2 separate regions of the Lactuca sativa genome follow, and region 1 is linked to region 2. A link is a contact called in public Hi-C data. All regions are on one chromosome and are shown on one strand. The core of a region is the stretch at or near the end of the contact, and the rest is flanking DNA. Distances in the headings are between cores, read along the strand shown. Region 1 holds the start of LOC122194801. Region 2 holds the start of LOC111913879.

The links. A called contact is a pair of places that touch in the nucleus more often than the background predicts.
Region 1: a contact with region 2 is called in a Hi-C map of leaf, with 4 times the contacts expected there. The contact joins the promoter of LOC122194801 here to the promoter of LOC111913879 in region 2. A contact is called at or near these places in 2 of 4 Hi-C or Micro-C datasets (both in leaf).

Annotation. Positions count from the first base shown.
Region 1 is chr6:6,741,080-6,746,550 of Lsat_Salinas_v11, reverse strand. LOC122194801 reads left to right here and starts at 2,201. Exons shown (of 3, transcript XM_042896032.1): 1 at 2,201-2,790; 2 at 2,896-3,103; 3 at 3,495-3,776. The coding sequence starts at 2,201. The coding sequence ends at 3,776.
Region 2 is chr6:6,523,600-6,529,428 of Lsat_Salinas_v11, reverse strand. It overlaps LOC111913879, which reads right to left and starts at 3,513. Exons shown (of 1, transcript XM_023909593.1): 1 at 3,022-3,513. The coding sequence starts at 3,513. The coding sequence ends at 3,022.

The DNA of each region.
Region 1 (5,471 bases), core at 952-3,451, 220 kb before region 2:
CTTTTTATCATATGCCCTCTTCTCCTTCGTTTAGACACATCACATTTTCTGGAATTTTTGAGTTTTCTATTTTCCACTTTTCATTTTATTGTATTTTTCATTTTATTAAATTAAAATTTCACATTTAATATGTATGGTAATATATATGTAAAATATTTATTAGAAATTGTTTATATATGTAATGTATTCAATACATTAAAGCCTCATTAATTTTAATAATTCAAAATTTTTCTTATTTTTCTTATAAATTTAAACTTTTAAATTGCTAAAATTTCATATTTTTTTTTTAAATAAACTCATATAATACATGAGTCTCGCTAAAATTTATAAGTAAATAAACCAACCTCATCAAACCTACTTCTTTCGATGGCTGAAATATACGATCCATAAATACCTTTAAACATTACAAAAACAAACAAAATCAACAAATTTAAGAAGCCACGGCTAGGCCGTGCTACCTCTAAAATTTCGTCTACTAATGTAATTTTTTCTGCATTATTTTATATTACCACGTTATCCCTAAAAAAAAAAATTGGACTACGCTTAAGAAAAGATTGAGTTATTCCTGACTAATATATTGACACAAAAAGATTTGTTGGTGAATATAAGTAAAACCTAATTTTTGATGTTATTTTATTTATAACATTGTTTTTGAAGTTGAGAATAGAGTTAGATCGAAGCATTTTCATTAAAAATGTTTTTAACAATATAAATGATCTTGATTTGGAGATGCCATAACCCCTAACTTGCTTACTTGCTTATATCAATCTGAAAGTTATTAACATAAGGAAATGTTTGGAACGCGTCTAGAACGTAATTATATAAATTATATTTCATTCAATATAAAGAAAATGAAATAATAATAAAAAATCAATTAGATGTGGATAGAGATGCTCATGCTATCCTTTGTGAAGAGTCTTGTGTGTGAAAAGATTTCCACTTAGTAGTCACATGTAGATACAAGTTGTTAAATGTGTAGCTTAACAATAGCACATATTGCTTCATAAGTTGTACATTTATAAGCCTACAAATCCCTAGAAAGATCTATGTAGGACATAGCAAGTGATGACACATCATGAGAAAACACCTCTAACAAACCCTCCTCATTCCCCACTCAATCCCTAAAGCTCGCGCCTTCCATTTTCTGGTTTTACAACTTGTATGTTTTCTTTTGAAGAAAAAATATACTCTTTTTTATCTAAAAAAGAAGCTACGAAAATACAATGGCATACATATTGAAATATTTTGAATTCAGTCGGGCAAAATGTTCTTAGGAAAAAATTGACCCAAGATGAGAAAAGTAACAAAACGTGTAAAAAATCAAACAGTTTTAGTGAATTGTGTTTCGTATATAAAGAGGAAACTACATAAATAGTCTTTGTGTGTTGCTAAATTCCTAATTTCAATCCAATTTTTACAAACTTGATAGATGGTATCTATGTGATTTCCACTTCTTGTTGTTTTGGTACTAGTATATGTGAAAACAAAAAGTGAATTATAGTTTTGATCCTTCTGCTTTGCACCATTTTACAGGTTTAGTCATACATTTGAAAAATTGATGCTAATGGTCTTCAATCTTCAAATGGATCTCAAAATCCATTAGGGAGGAGGGAGTCATTCCCTCCTAACCCACTGTCGCATCAGTTTTTCCTTCTTTCTTTTAATCTTTTCCAACTCACAACACGCGAAGATCATATCTTTCTCAACCCACTCAATTAAAAAAATGCAAAATAACTAAGGTACAAGTCTTAAAACACATGGTACAAGAGAAAATGAGAGAGAAAAAATATAGAAAGAGGATAAAGTGGGTTAGTATTTCCCTTGGTTGGATAGATGGTGCAAAAGATGAGCAAACTTGACCGGTTTCTGATTTCTGATTCTCTCCTTGAAAATTTTCTAGATTCTTAAGTTGTGATTTTGGAAAAATTTATTCCAGACCATAGACCTATTCTCTTGTTTCAAAAGAAAGTTGATTATGGTCTTATTACTTTTCGGTTTTTTAATTCTTGGTTACTTATGGATGATTTTCGTGAGCTAGAGGTCAAGACCTGGACTCAAGATGGTATTTTTGATTCTAATGGCATGGTTGCTTTTAAAAAAGAAGCTATGAAATTTGAAGAAGGTCATTAGAATTTGGAATGCTTCCAATCGTGTTAGACTTCATGTTGATAAGGAATTCCATTCTAATCAGTTGGCTGCCATGGATAGTCTCATTGATCGTGGAATTGCTACGAAAGAGCAAGTGGGAAGTAGAAATGATTCGGTTAATAAATTGGCTGAAATTAATAACCGCGAGGCTATTGATGTGTCACAGAAGGCTAAGGTTAAATGGACGGTAGAAGGTGATGAAAATTCTAAGTTTTTTCATGGTATTCTTGAAAAGAAGCGAAGACAGATGGTTAGTATAGGTGTTATGCGAGATGGGAGTTGGATTGTTGACCTGGGTCTTGTTAACGTCGAGTTTTTTGATCATTTTTGGAAACGTTTCGCTCTTGTTTCTGGCTCATGGTTTTGGTGTGGGGTTGATATGCTAAATTGGCTTTCTTCTATTCAGTCTTCAAATCTGGAGACTCCTTTCTCGTGTGATGAAATCAAAAGGGTTGTGTGGGATCGTGGTAGTGATCAGGCTCCTCGTCCTAATGGTTTTAATTTCAATTTTATAAAAGCCATTTGGGATATTGTGGAAGATGATGTCGTTTGCTCTATGGAGGATTTTGCGATCTCTTCATGCTTTCCTAAAGGGTGTAATTCTTCTTTTTTAGCTTTGATACTGAAAATTGCTAATGCTATGTTTGTTTCTGATTATAGGCCTATTAGCTTAATCGAATGCTAATACAAAATTATTGGTAAACTGTTAGCTAATTGGTGAAGTAAAGTTATTGGTGGGTGTGTTAGTGGTGAACAATACGCGTTTATTAAAGGCAGAAATATTTTGGATGGTCCTCTCATTCTTAATGAAATTATGGAGTGGTATTATAAGAGTAATCGATCCTTGCCTATTTTTAAAGTAGATTTTGAAAATGCCTATAATTCTCTTAGATGGGACTATTTGGATCTTATTTTGGCAGATTTTGGGTTTGGGTGTAAATGGAGAAAATGGATTGTATGCTGCCTTATGAATGCTCGGACTTCTATCTTAATTAACGACTCTTCTACTGATGAATTCAAAATTTGTAGGGGTCTTCGTCAAGGTGATCATTTTTCACATTTTCTGTTTATCTTGGCTATGGAGGGTTTGCATGTTGTTATTCGTAGAGCCTTACATATAGGTATATTCAGAGGTACCCCTATTTATTCTCGTGGCCTTACTGTCTCTTATTTGATGTATGCTAATGATGTCATCTTCATAGGAGAAGGGTCGCTTAGAAATGATAATAGTTTGATTTGTCTTTTGAGATATTTTTTTTATATCTTTTGGTCTTAAAATAAATGTCCAAAAGAGTAAGATTCTTGGTATTGGGGTCTCTGATTTGGACGTGACTTTGATGGTGCAGGTTCTTAGTTACGAGGTCTCTTCTTTGCCTTTTTCGTATCTTGGTGTTCCTGTAGGTTGCAATATGTCTCATATTTCTAACTGGAAAGGTGTTATTGACAAATTCAAGCAGAAGCTCTCTAGTTGCAAAGCTAATTGCCTTTCTGTTGGTGCTAGATTAACTATGATTAAGATAGTTCTTGGAAATTTACCTACTTATTACATGTCTCTTTATAAAATTTCGAGGACTGTTGAGGGACTTTTGGAATCAATGAGGAATAGTTTTTTTATTGTGGTGATTTGAATGATAAAAAATGACTTGGGTGGCATGGGATAAGTGTATGGCTAGTAAAGAGCTTGGAGGCTTGGGTATTGGGAGTATTTTTGCTTTAAATAGATCTCTTCTATTCAAATGGATTTGGAGGTTCTATTTGTATCCTGCCTGTTTATGGGCAAAGGTCATCTCCAATATTTATGGTGTTGATGGTTTTATAGGGAGAAGGGGGATGCCTAGATTTGCGTTGAGTCCTTAGATTGCAATTCTTAATTCTACTAAAAATCTCAAAGAGAAAGGAATTGGTTTGCTCTCTTTGGCATTCGAAAGGTGGGTGATGGTGCTAATACTTTGTTTTGGGATGACGTCTGGTGCGGATCTCGAAGTCTTAAAGTGCAATTTCCTCGGATTTACATGTTAGATGATAAGATGTGTAAAGTCTCTGATCGATTGCGTCCTTTGGAATGGTTCTCGGTTTTTAGAAGGCCTCCGAGAGGAGGTGTGGAGACCCTCCGATTTGCAGGTTTACGGGAGTTTATTAATCTAGTTAGATTTTATTCTGATCTGGATACATGGACTTGATCCATTGATGCTTCTACGGGATTTTATGTCGCTTCTGCTAGGTCTTTTATTGATTCCAAATTATTGGAGGTTGGTATCGGCTCTATTTGATGGAATCGGCTTCTCCCTTCCAAGGTGAATGTGCTTTTTTGGAGGATAAATTTGAATAAAATCCCTACTAGAGTCAATTTGGATATGAGAGGTATTGATATTGGCTCTGTTAGGTGTCCTATATGTGATCTTGATGTGGAGACAATCAATCATATCTTCTTTTCTTGTGGCATGGCGGTGGATTTGTGGAACTTTTTGCAACTTGGTGGGAATTGGACATTCCAATCTTTAGCTCTTTTCGGTTTGGGTTGCTTGGATTGATCAAGTGCGTCTTGCCGACAATGTTAAAAGATGGTTGGATGATGCTTGCTTGACCATGTTTTGGTTTATTTGGTCTTTTTGCACTATGTTGCTTTTTAGCAACCACATACCTATTAAGTCTTTAATTTGGGATTCTATTCGGTCTCAATGGTTCTTTTGGATTAGAGCTAGAAATCCTAAATTTTGTCTTAATTGATTAGAGCGGGTGAAATGTGCTTTTTTCAAACTCTTTATATGTAATTCCTACCTTTTGCTAGCTTTTTTTTTTTTTTTTGTTAATGTCGCGTTCTAAAAAAATCTTGGAAAATACCATGAATATTAGTTAGATTTTTTTTTCTCTTTTTGTAAAAGATTAGTTGATTACTCCATACTAAAGAATGGAATGATTTTTATTAATTTTTTTAGCTGGAGATTAAAGCTAAATATTAAGGTTCCATAAATTGTAAACTTGTTTCTGCATGTTATAAGATTGTATGCACATATTAAGTTAAGGAAAATCACATTGCTATAGTGCCCACAACCCAATATTTATTTCAAATTACGCTCCAATAATAATATTTCTATGTAGGGCATGTATGCTACGTCTTCTAGTTTTATTTATGAACGAAATGGCATTATTATGTTATCAAATTATTACATGTAATATTAACTTTAATGATGGGTATTCTATGATGAAAATAGTTGACTTTCTAATATCCATCACTCGTCCTAGTCTAGTTATAATTTTTTAAATTACATATGTCGACAATCATAACATTTTAAATTCTTAAAATATATAAGAATTAGTTTATC
Region 2 (5,829 bases), core at 2,264-4,763:
AAAAGCCATACACTAACTCACACAATAAGGTGGAAATGAATATTAGGGTTACAAGGCCGATATTAGGGTTTGGAGGCTGATAAAATATCAGTCTCAAAGACTTAAGGAGGTTATATTAGGTGCAAACCCTAAAATTTAGGGTTTCTCATTAAGCTGCCAACTCGTCAAGTTTTCCTCTCCAACTCGTCGAGTTGGTTAAAAAACATGTGCGGCCCAAAGTCGTTCAACACGTCGAGTTGAGGCCATCAACTCGATGAGTTCCAAGGGAAACTTGGCTTTTAAATACTTAATCTCATACCTGGTAATGAGGATGTACAACTCTCCCTGACTTGGACTAGGCTTTGTCCTTAAAGCTTGTTGCGATGAACAAATCCGCACAATGCTCCCGCATCTCAGCCTCTGGCTCCCAAGTCCACTCGGATCCCCTCTGATGTTGCCACTGTACCTTTACCAAAGGTACCTCCTTGCTACGTAGAACCTTTACATTCCTTTCTATAATAGATACCGGCCTCTTGACATATTTCAAGCGCTCATCAACATGAATATCATCCAATGATACCACTGCATCATTGTCTAAAATGCACTTCCACAACTGTGAAACGTGCAAAGTGCTATGAATCTGACTGAGCTCCTCCGGAAAATCCAATCTATAAGTAACCTTGCTAACCGTGGAAATAAACTAAAATGGTCTAAGAAATCAGAGACCCAACTTCCCCCTCTTCCTGAAGCGAATCACACCTTTCCAAGGTGAGACATTCAGCAAAACAATGTCACCGACCTAAAACTCCAACTCAAATAGGCGTCGATTGGCATAGCTCTTCTGCTGACTCTGTGCAATCTGCAATCTCTATCTGATCTACTAGATCATCATGGAAGTCTGCAGAACCACTTTCGTCTGACCGATGACCCTGTGGTCAACCTCGCCCCAACAGACTGGGGTGCGAAATCTCCGCCTATACAAAAGTTCAAAAGGCAGAGCACCGATACTGGAGTGAAAACTGTTGTTGTAGGAGAAATCAGCAAGAGGTAGGTAGGAGTCCCAACTCCCACCAAAATCAATAATGCAAGCTTGCAACATATCCTCGAAGGTATGAATGGTCCGCTCACTTTGGCCGTCAGTCTGCAGATGTTAAGTTGTGCTAAAATGCAACCTCGTGCCTTGTTCCTGATGAAACTTCTGCAAGAATCGGGAGGTGAACCGAACATCACGGTCTGAAACAATAGATACAGGAACCCCATGGTGAGCAACGATCTCGCGAATATACACATCGGCTAATTTCTCGAACCACGAGCTCTCCCGAATTGCTAAGAAGTGGGCACTCTTGGTTAATCGGTCCACAATGACCCAAATACCATCAAAATCCTTTGTCGTCTTTAGCAACTTGGTGAAAAAGTCCATCGATATCTGCTCCCATTTCCACATGGGAACCTCCAAAGGTTGCAGCGTTCCATACGGCCTCTGATGCTCGGCCTTGACCATCCTGCAGGTCAAGCATCTCTCGACGTATCAAGCTATCTCTTTCTTCATGCACAGCCACCAATAACTCAATCTTAGATCCCGATACACCTTGGTCGCCCCCGGGTGAATAGAGAAGCGAGACTTATGAGCCTCCTCCAGCACGATCTTTCTAAACCCACCAGACATAGGAACCCATATCCGACTGCAACAGGTCAACAACCCACGACTATCCGAAACAAACCTAGTAATCTCACCCCTGGTCCTCTCAATCTTCCAATTCTCCTCTCGAACACCCGTAGTCTGAGCCTCCCTAATCAAACCTATAAGTAGAGAATCCAAATATATATATATATATATATATATATATATATATATATATATATATATATATATATATATATATATATATATATATCACCGAAATAGAAGATCCAGCCGACTTGTGGCTTAGGGCATCCGCTACCACATTTTCTTTACCCGGATGGTAAAGGATCTTACAGTTATAATTCTTGACTAAGCTCAGCCACTTGTGCTACCTCATGTTCAGGTTAGCTAATCCATAATATGCATCAAACTCTTGTGGTCCGTGTAGATAGTACAGAGGACTCCATAAAGGTAATGTCTCTAAATCTTAAGGGTGAAAACCACCGCCTCTAACTCAAAATCATGCGTGGGATATCTCGTCTCATGTGGCTTCAACTGCCACGAAGCATAAGCTATCACCCATCCTCTTTACATGAGGACTGCTCCCAAGCCGATGATGGATGCATCACAAAAAACCACAAAATCCTCAATTCCCTTTGGGAAGGTCAAAATTGGGGCCTCGCAAAGTCTCTGCCGAAGGGTCTCAAATGCGGACTGTTGCTCAATGCCCTACTAGAAATCCACCCCTTCCTCATCAGACGAGTGAGTGGTACTACAATCTTAGAGAAATCCTGAATAAATCTCTGATAGTACTCTGCCAAACCCATAAAGCTCCTGATATCCGAGGGACATTTTGGAACCTCCCACTGCATCACTACCTCGATTTTGGCTGGATCAACCAAAATCCCGTCTTGGTTAACGAGGTGTCCAAGGAACCGAACCTCTCGCAACCAAAACTCACACTTCGAGAACTTATCATAAAGCTGTTATCGCCTCAAAATCCCCAAAAGCTTGTGAAGATGCTCCTCATGCTACTCTCTGGTCTTGGAATACACCAAGATATCATCAATGAACACAATAACTGAGTAATTGAGCATCGACCTGCATACCCGATTCATCAAACCCATAAGTATCGCAGGCACATTGGTGAGCCTAAATGGCATCACCACGAACTCGTAATGCCCATAACGAGTCCGGAACGTGGTTTTCTCCACGTCCTCCTCCCTCACCCTGACCTGATGGTACTCAGACCTCATATCAATCTTGGAGAACCAAGATGCTCCCTGCAACTGATCAAAGAGATCATCAATCCGTGGAAGGGGATGACGTTTCTTCACCGACAACTTGTTCAACACCTTATAATCGATGCACATCCGGTGCAAACCATCCTTCTTCTTGAAAAATAGAAACGGTGCTCCCTACAGAGAACTACTCGGACGGATGAACTGCTTGCCTAGCAACTCTTTCAATTGATATGACAGCTCCTGCATCCCAGGCGGTGCCAATCCGTACGACGAATTAGCAATAGGGGTCGCACCTGGCACAATGTTGATCCTGAATTCTCCCTTCCTCTCAGGAGGAAAACCTGGTAACCCCTCCAGGAATACATGAGGGAACTCCCTAACAACTGGAACGTTAGAAACCGACACCTGATCTCCAACCTGCGTGTCCACCACATAAGCCAAGTAACCTGCACACCAGTGCTGAATATACTGTCGATCCCTAGTTGCCGAACAAAACCCTAAACCCAACCTGGTACCCTCTCCATAAATAACGCAAACATCTCCCATGGGAATCGGAATTAAATTGATCGAAAAGGAAACCCCAAAGATCTCCAGAACGCAACCCTGAAAAACGGACGAAGCAAAAACCCCATATAGAAACTCGCAACGGACAGTCCAACTCCCCATATGGGCAAAGCAAACTCCCTACTGAAAGACCAAGAAACAAAGTATCGACTTGCACCCGAGTCAAACAACACTAAAGTAGGTAATGAGTTCACTAGAAATGTACCTACCAAAGGTACAAACAAATGAGCATAAAACAAACATAATCAATAAGATAAGGGATAGAAACATACTAGTCACAACATCTAGTGCTTTCCTGGCCTCCTCTGCAGTGAGCTAGAAAGTACTACCTCGAGCCTCAGGGGCTCCGCCATGCCCTGACTCCCGTCAGTGATCCTCAAACTAGCCAGTGTTGGAGCCAACACCGGCCTGGCAGAAAGCGATGGACGGTTGGCCTTCACATTGCCAACCTGGTCGTAATGATAACAAATCCTGGAACTGAGTGTTAAAGCCTGCTGGTGGCAATCCCTCGCCATGTGACCCTGACTGCCACAATTGTGGCACCCCGACGATGATCAACAAGCACCCTCGTGTGCCTTGTCGCACTTCCCGCAAGTGCGGCACTTTCGGCCCCCAGATATGACATCAACGGTCTTAAACCGATTTGGCGCAGGTTGCGACGGTGCTGGGGCCGGCCTCTACTCTCTCGTTTGCATATCAATCTCAATCTCACATCGCCTGACGGCTCCATGCATCTCCAACAATGAACTGTAGCGCTGAGTAGAAACATTCTTCCTGATCCTCGTCTTGAGCAGGCTCAAGTAACGGGTCATCTGATCCTGCTAAGATGCAGCAAACTCAGGGCAGAACATAGCCCTCTCTGTGAACATCTTGGTGATCTTTGTCACCGTCTCGGTACCATAAAATAAAGGACCTAGGCTATTAGTCATCATATAATCAAACAATTCTATCATGCGATTCCTAAAGATCCCTAGTCTATCACTAGCATGTTGTTCTAACATAACACGATATCAAATAATAGTATGGTATTTTGGGGTCTACTTACTGGCTCTAGTTGATCATACACATCGCATCCTCCTTAAGTATTTTGAAAACCTTTTCCTTAGTTTGAGACTGGATTCACACGAGTATTCCTCCAATTCACTCAAACCAAGGCTCTGATACTAACTTGTAACATTCGAAAAATTCTGGAAAAATTTAAACTTTTAAAATAAACCACAAACCATTGTTGTTTACAAATTGTTTTTAAATTAAGTTTCACATCAGAGAAACCCCAAAATCATAAAAACAAAATATGAGGAGGTGCACGATCACGCCTTCGCCTTCATACGATCCTCTGAGGTGCCTGAAATATAATCCAAAATTGTAAGCCCAAAGCTTAGTGAGTTCCCCTAAAATACCAATACATAACAAATAGCACAAAATATAATAATATGCAATGGGCCCACAGCTTAACAGACTGGATTACCCCTGAGCCCACAACATAAGTCTGGTTTGCCTTCAGCCCATAGCTTATGTCTGGCTTGCTCCCCGACCTAATCAGTCTTTGGACTGAATACCGCTAAGCCCTCAGTATGAGTCTAGCATGAGCTTCCCGACTTTCAACTCGTATTTAAAATGCTCATGAGTCTGCAGTATGAATCTGGCATGCCCTTCCTGGCCATCAGCTCATATCTGGCATAATAGGGGTTTGTTGGCTACAACACGAAGCAGTACAACCTCAACCCAACCCACACAATATGTCGACAAATAAGAAATAACTTCATATACAGATAAATAAACAGTATCATAGGCAGTTCTACAGATCTACCAGACTAGCATATCAATTCTATCATGCAATCTACATCATGCTCAGTATGTCAACAATATCAGGTTATTAAACCAATGGGCTGGCCTTGGTGCCTTCGACCAGAAAGTATAGTGAGGAAGACTCAACTCACAAGTAGCTGAACTGATAAAATATAACTTCAAATCCCGGCTCCCGACTTGAATGCCTACAACCATCAAGTGACCAATTCCATCAAAATCTCAAAATACCCAAAATGCCCTCAAAAGTCCAACTAGGTCAACCACGGTCAAAGTCAAAGTCAACGGTCAAGGTCAACAGTCCATATTGACCCAACTCATCTAGTGCACCTCTTGGATTCGTCAAGTTCTACAAAACTCAGAAAGTCAGGGAAACCCCTAGCCAAATCGTCGAGTTGTCTAGACAACTCGATGGGTTTTCCCCAACTTAACACATAAAACTGATTCCTCGATTTCAGGGACTTTAAGGCTCAGATCTAAACTCCAAATGTATCTAAAAGCATAAAGTTTCCAACTTTATCCCTTGGAACTACTCCAAATGCTCAAAAACCGTTCCATAAGGCTTGAAAACTCAAAGGATTAACCATTAAGCACAAAATCCTTGAGATCTAG